Regions from separate parts of the Sus scrofa genome. Here region 2 is linked to region 1. A link is a contact called in public HiChIP or PLAC-seq data. All regions are on one chromosome and are shown on one strand. The core of a region is the stretch at or near the end of the contact, and the rest is flanking DNA. Distances in the headings are between cores, read along the strand shown. Region 1 overlaps LOC110255544 (a long non-coding RNA gene). Region 2 has its middle 18 kb from the start of CD46.

Region 1 (3,638 bases), core at 837-3,336:
TTTTAAGGAAAATTGTAATTGGCATTAGGACACACGTACAGAAAAGTGAGCAGATCCTAAGTATTGGGCATAGAATGCACACAGCCTGTAACCAGCACCCCCATCAAGCAAAGGAGCAGAACATACCAGACCCCGTTCCAGAATATGCCATGGGCTTCTCTCCTGTTACGGACCGCCCTTCCGAGGGTAACCACTCTTTTGACTGCTAAAATTACAGATGCGTTTTGCCTACGTTTCAGCTTTATATAAATGGAATCACACAGTGTGTTTGTTCTCTTGTGTGTTTGGCCTCTTCCCCTTGTCATCGTGGCCGTGACGTCCATCCGTGCTGTGTGCCCTCGTGGTTTTCCATCCTGGCGGCCGGGCGGTCTTCCGTGTTATTAACAGCACACAGTTAGCATCCGTGGTTTGGTTGTTAAATGTTTGGAAGGTGTGCAGATTTTGGCTGTTTCAGACGGTGCTCCTATGAATATGTGTGAGTGAATGTATGCACAGACGCGCCTGTGTCTTTATGTATGTATGCATGCCTGATTGGGGGGTGTGTGTGTGTTTCTGTTGGTTCTGTCCCTGGGACTGGAACTGCTAGATCGTAGTTTTAGCAGAGAGCGCCAAAGCAGCAGTACTGGTTGCACTTCCACGAGCGAATCAGGAAAAGCTCTGGTTGCGCCATGCCTTTGCCAGCGTTTGCCGCTACCTTCTTTCTTCATTGGACTCATTCTCACGGGTATGAAGTAAACCCTGTGCTATGATCTACCTTTGCCTTTCCACGATCCTGGCCGTTTGGGTAGCCTCTTTTGTGAAGTGCCTGCTCAAGACTTTCACTCATTTTTCTCTGGAACTGCCTGTCTTTTTTCTTAATGGTTTGTAGATAGCGCTTCCTATATTGTTAACTCTATGCATGCCACAGATTTTTTTTTTCCCTTCCACAGCTTTTGGTGCCCATACCGTTAGTGATGCCCCTGAGATTTTGGTAAAATCCACATAAAAGCATTGGGAATACATACAGTACTTTGCACAGAGGGCTTTTATTCTTCGGAAGCGACGTCAAAGGCAGGGCTACCTTCTGTCGCTCCTTGTGTATCAAGGCACTATTGAGGTATCGGGTGTGGAGGGGAGACAGGGACTCTTGACATTCTTGGTGTGTTTAGGTGCTGGCACCTTTGAAGTTGCATAAAAATAAAACCTGTTCATATCCAGGTTCTTGCCACGTGCCACATACTGTTCGAGCTTTTGCATGGACGGTCTCATCTATTCCTCATACACGCTTATCAATCAGTCACTGCTATTAACCCGCATTTTCAAGCGAGGAAACCGAGTCTCAGAGAGGTTTTGTTCTCACCAAAGGTGACGTAACTGGGACTTTGACTGCAGAGCTCGTGCTCTGTAATCAGTTGTACTGCCTAGAAAATTGCAGTTCGTAAATCGGTATTTTATTAGAATGCCTGGAATGGTGCCTGGCGCATAGTAGGTGCTCAGTTAATACCTCTCAGATGAAAGGGTTTGACAGTGACGAGTTGGATGACATCGTTTTTGAGTCGGGAAGCTTGTTCTGGCGATGGGCTGTGTTGTTGGCAGAAGCAGCCGTGCTGCATCCTGCTTTGTCTCTTGCCCAGAGCAGTGCCTGCCACAGGTAGACACCACGGTGGACATTTGGGGAGTGAATGACTCCATCACAGGTGTAAACCTTGCTGGCAAAAGGGATGCCTTCAGAGGATGCTGCAGAGCCCAGGGCCAAGACGGGCACATGAGTAGGGACCCTGGAGAATGCGGAGTCCAGCTCTCAGCATCGTGGTCGCACGGCCACGGGCAGCTCGGTTTGTGGAAGCAGGACAGGGTCCAGTGGCAGCAGGCAGGGCTGTCCCAGTTACAGGCAGTCAGGTCAGAAGAGGTCCCAGCAGCCATGCAGGGCTGGCAGGATTCAAGGTCAGGTAATCCGGAGTCACAAGGTTGCAAGCAGTAAAAGTTCAGGCAGGCAGGAAAGAGAGCCAGGGAGTGCTTGCAGGGAGCCATCGCCCCGGCCGGCCAGCTTCCTCCTCAAAGAGGCCTTTCTTCTCCGGCCGCTGAGGGCCTGCGAGGAATACGCCAGACCTCGGGCCAGGCTGGGTGGGGTGAGCCAGAGAGCAGCCTGTGCTGGAGCCAGAAGGAGCCGTCCTGAACATCGCGTCAAACTCCTCATTGAACGGGCGAGGAAATGAAAGCTTAAGTGTGAGGTTCCTCGGAGCCAGGGGCAGGGCCAGCCTTGGAACCAGGCTCTGCAGACAGCTTCCTGCCTCCGCATGTTTTCCATCACAAATGGAGGGATGCTGGGAAGGAGGAGGGACCTGAAGCCTTGAAGAAGAAGGACGGAGAGCCCCTGGATGTGGGGGGAGAAGGAGGGATTGAGGGACAGTGGTACGAGGCCTGGGGGGATGGCGGTTCCGGTGACAGGACAGCGGGAAGGAAGCTGCCTGGGTAATGACTGCAGTCTCGAGTCCACAATCAAGTTCCAGGAAGACCGAGCCTTTTTCATTGTTACTGAGGCATAACGTGCAGAAAAGCACACAGAGAGCAAGGACTTCCCCCCACACCTTTTTTTTTTTTTTTTTTTGCTGTGGCAAATATGTGTAGTATAAAATTTACCATCTTAACCATTTTTAAGTATGTGGTTCGTTGGTTTTAAGTACCTTCATATTCTTGTGCAACCATCATGACCGTCCATCTTCAGAATTCTTTTCACCTTGAAAAACGGAAACTGTACCCACTACAGAAGAATTCCCCACCTTCCCCTTCCAGTCCCTGGCATACACCTGTCTGCTTTCTCCTACTCGAGGCACTCGATAAAAGTAGAGGCACACAACCTTTGCCTTTTGCAGCTGGCTTCCTTCACTTAACATAATGTCATTAGGTTTTTCCATGCTAGAGCGTGGGTCAGAATTTCCTTCCTCTAGAGCCGGGATACCTCCCCCGTTGTGTGAATGTACCACATCTCATTTATCCTTTCATTTGTCATGTCTACTGATGGACACTTGAGGCAAGCACTTCCATATGGCTTGCTTACCAAGACTAGAGTAGATCTTGGCCCTACTATGTGCTCAACAAATAATGGTTGAATGAGTTTTAATTTTTGTGAACATAAACGGACAGTGGGCTCCCCAGATGGGCTGTCCAACAGGTGTTCCAGGCTGACTCAGGACCACAGGTGAGGTGAGGGATGAAGGCAGCGATGAGAAGGTACTCCCAGGGTACGGGGGCTGGGAGATGGGAGCCCAGGCCCGGGCGCAGCACAGGTGGGAGCAGAGCCATGAAAGAGCAGGAAAGGGGTCTCGGGAAAGTGCCAAGTGCCATGGACTTAAAAACGGGAGAGGGCTTTTTACGAGGGGTGCCACCCAAGTCAGGAAGGATAGGGTCTGAGGAAGGAACACGAATTGGCAAGTACTGATGGAGACAAGGCAAACTCAGCTCTGTCTGACGTCATTGTTGACCTTGGAAAAAGGTTTCTATAGCGCGGTGGTAGAAGCACAGGCCAGAACATGAGATCAGGGAAGCACACCTGAAACAGCCAGAGCTATTTTTCTTTCTTTCTTTCTTTCTTTTTTTTTTTTCTTTTTGTCCTTTTAGGGCCACACCTGAGGCACATGGAGGTTCCTAGGTCGGGGGTT
Region 2 (3,638 bases), core at 545-3,044, 120 kb after region 1:
CGAGGACAGACAATGATTTAACCTAACTTTAAGTATCTCCTAATTATTTATGTGTTCCTGACTAGATTGTTTGCAAGAAGTTCTGTGATATTCTGCTTTTTATTTTATTTATTTATTTATTTGTTGTCTTTTTTAGGGCCACACCTGCGGCATATGGAGACTCCCAGGCTAGGGGTCTAATCAGAGCTTCGGCTGCCAGCCACGCCAAAGCCACAGCAACTCGGGACCCAAGCCGCGTCTGTGACCTACACCACAGCTCACAGTGACACCGGATCCTTAACCCACTGAGCGAGGCCAGGGATCAAACCCGCAGCCTCATGGTTCCTAGGCAGATTCCTTAACCACTGAGCCATGACAGAAACTCCTGTGATATTATGCTTTTTAAAAAGCTTTTATTGGCATCCTTTCTGACGTATCAAAACCTGAGCTTCTGTAACGCTTCTTTAGGAGACTGAATGTGCTGAGAAGGTTTGCTCTAGAAAACCATTCATTTGAAGTGAAAAACCGTTTCTCATGGGTATAGAGTTGGCTGCCCAAGCGTATTGATCGCATTAACTCTGACCTCACTGATTTTGCTATAATTAAATCAACTGTTAGAAAATCTGTGTACATTCTCTTGCCAGGCAAAATGTTTATTTAGTAAAAGGTGTTTATAAAGGATTTATGATTATTTTTTAATTCCCAAAGTCTCAGTTCTTCCACACTGGCAGCCTGGAGATGTGTGCCAGTGGAAGACACTCTCAGACCTCTAAGATAGTATATGTACGTAGAGGTCAGAGGCTGAGGCCTCACAGCAAAACTGGAATACCAGCTGTCTCATCGACACTTCTGGAAAAACCCCCTGATCTGCTTATCTTTTCTTCTGTAAAACTCGAGTCCTTAAAACATTTTTAAAAAAGTGTTCTTAGTGTCATATATATTTATTTTAATGTAAATACGTCTCTGTCCTTAATGTGTGTCAAGTGTCTTTATAAGAATGACTTCATCTGTTTATGTCAGTTTTTGTTTTTGTTTGGTTTTTAGGCTTTTGGTCTTTTTTTTTTTTTTTTTTTTTTTTTAATGCCTTCTTTTATTTTCCTTTGGCTTCCAAGAAGGGGCAACTACAATTTTGAACATTTCCTAGGAGAATATGGGTGTCCTAACCCTTTTTTTGTGCTTTAGAATTACCCAAGAGGATACAGTGGTGCATAAAATAAGGAGACTCTTACCAGAGAACCCGGCAGCCAAACAAGGTAGTTGAGCGCATGGAAAATATAACCTGCAGGGGTTTTTGTTAAATTCAGGTTTAGTTAATTTTCAATATTGTGTTAATTTCTGCTGTACAGCAGCGTGATTTATACATATGTATGCAGACATATACATACGAATGTACACATTTGTATATTTTATATACACAAGCACACCCATAGATATATGTACACTTTTTTGTAATTTTTTCCATGACGGTTTATTACAAGATGCTGACTAGTTGCCTGTGCTCTCGGAGGACCTTGTTTATCCATATTCTATATCCAACAGTTTGCATCTGCGAATCCCAAGCTCCCAATCCTTCGCTGCCCGCCTCGCCTTTGGCAACCACAATTCTGTTCTCTACATCTGTGCGTCTGTTTCTGTTCTACAGCTAAGTTCATTTGTGACCTATTTTAGATTCCATATGTAAGTGATCTTCAGCTTCCTCCTGGGGTGCGTCAGCAGCAACCCGGGTCTTGAGGCTGGAGGGCGGAAGGAAGGGAGAGTGCAGGCCGTCCCTTCCTGTCTCTGGTGCGTCTGGCAGCATCTGCTTTGGGGACGTCCCCAGGTCCCCCAGCCCAGTGGACTTCTCAGCTGGCCTCCACCCACGTGACTGGGGTTTGATGTGCAGTTCCGTTTTCAGTGGCTTCTTTCCTGATGGCAAACCTCCGCTCAGACCCAGACCCGGTCAGTGTCGCCTCAGCCTCTGGCTCCCTGAGCTGGGCCAGCCTGCAGCCCGTGAAGACTGCGTCTGATCCCTCAGACCCAGGGCCAGGCTGAGCATGCCACGGGTCCCCTCACTCTATGCCGTGGGGCGCTGGTCCTGATCGCACCCCTCCCACGAAAGTGTGCCTGCGGGGTCCCGCGTGGTAAAGCAGAGGGAACGCAGACCCTGGGCAGTTACCAGCGAGAGAAGGGCTGGTCCTCCTGCGCGGGCTGCCTCTGCAGGGCCCCCACTGGCGGCAGCCCCTCCACCCTCTCCCGCTGGAAGCCATCCGGGAGCCCGCCCGCCGCCCCGCCTCTAGGGCGGGGCTCAGGTGGATGATTCTGGATGACGTTCTCCGTTACAGATGCTGAGGCCTCGCCAAGGCTCCCGGGTGGGTCTGTGCTGCCCTCTGCTGGCTGTGGGAGGCAGGGCACGTCGCAGCCCTGGGCTCTGCCATCTGCGGGGAGAAAGAGCCCTCCCCGCCCACCCGTGAGGGCCCGCGCCAGGGCTGGAGGGCGCACACACGCGGGGAGCACCCGCTGAACTCTTGTTGTGATGGCGCAGAAGTACCAGGGAGATCCCTGTAGACCCAGGTCCCTGTCAGATGTGAGTTTTTTTCCGGGTGCAGCAGGAAGTCAGCTCAACAACTGTCGCAGGACCCTAAGGAAGGTAGTAAGTACCCTCCTGTTTTGTTTTATAGACGGTAGGTCAGTCCACAGGGGTCTTGAAGGAGCGGGGATTTAGTGGTGAACCAAGGGCTTCAGAGTCGCGGCAGATATTATTTCTCCAACACAACTTCCTTAACTGGCCTCTCTCTCTCTCTCTTTTTTTTTCCCTTCTTAGGGCTGCACATCCTGCATATGGAAGTTTCCAGGCTAGAGTTCCAATAGGAGCTGCAGCTGCCAGCTTCTCCAGAGCCGCACTGGATCCAAGCGAGGCAACACTGGATCCGAGACACATCTGTGACCTGCCCTACTGCCTGCAGCAACACTGGATCCTTAACCCACTGCGTGAGGCCTGCAAACCTCATGGATACTAGTTGAGTTCTTAACCCACTGAGCCACAACGGGAACTCCCTTACCTGGCATCTCTTAATCCCAAGTTAATGCAGCCCCAACTCACCCGGAATATCTTTCTCTCATTTGGGTTCCTGCTGAGTCTCCTTCTCAGTGTAACAGCAAGAAACCGCAACCCCCAAACAAGCTACCAGTGCTGGGAACACGGAGACGTGACAGCACCGTGGAGAGACCGTGGGTGTCTGAAGAGCCGTCCAGTTGATTTTAGCCCCAGACGGGAAGGACTGCGCTCCTTGCCCAGCCCCTTGGGGCACGGCACACATGTGCAGACCTGTGGCCTGGCTCTGGTGTGACTTGGCACGGGTGTTTCCCTGGAAACATTGCAATAGTGACACCTGGCCCTTGGCTGTGAGGGTTTCAAGGACCCACAGGTGAGGGGCTCTGGGATGCTCGCTGCCTCAGGGGGAGACCTTTGTCATTATTGGGGGCTTGAGGTGGTGGCTGGCCTGCTGTCTAAGGTTCTCCCTCCTTTGCCGTGGCTGCTGTCTTTACTGTGCTCTGCTGACCCCCTGATGCCATGGCGTGGAGCAGCCCCCCTTCACCCAGCAACCGGGCGGGACACTGGTCCAGGAGTCAGGGATGTGCAGACATCTGTGAAGATGCTGATGCACTCAGAATGGGGGGTG

Evidence for each region. HiChIP or PLAC-seq counts read pairs in DNA pulled down with a chosen protein or histone mark.
Region 2: an H3K27ac HiChIP or PLAC-seq map of skeletal muscle shows a contact between it and region 1. The contact joins two enhancer-like sites. A contact is called at or near these places in 1 of 5 promoter capture datasets (fetal liver) and 2 of 2 datasets of contacts at active chromatin or transcription factors (alveolar macrophages and skeletal muscle).

The regions. Positions count from the first base shown.
Region 1 is chr9:134,975,110-134,978,747 of Sscrofa11.1, forward strand. It overlaps LOC110255544 (a long non-coding RNA gene), which reads left to right. Exons shown (of 2, transcript XR_002336086.1): 2 at 1-3,638. Among named protein-coding and RNA genes, the nearest start is that of MIR29B-2, 42 kb to the right of the region's middle. Within about 2 kb of position 2,087, at least 28 of the 83 cell types and tissues checked have an H3K27ac peak or open chromatin away from gene starts, as enhancers often do. A contact at or near this core is called in skeletal muscle, where this site is marked.
Region 2 is chr9:135,095,352-135,098,989 of Sscrofa11.1, forward strand. No RefSeq gene overlaps it. Among named protein-coding and RNA genes, the nearest start is that of CD46, 18 kb to the left of the region's middle. Within about 2 kb of position 1,795, at least 65 of the 83 cell types and tissues checked have an H3K27ac peak or open chromatin away from gene starts, as enhancers often do. A contact at or near this core is called in skeletal muscle, where this site is marked.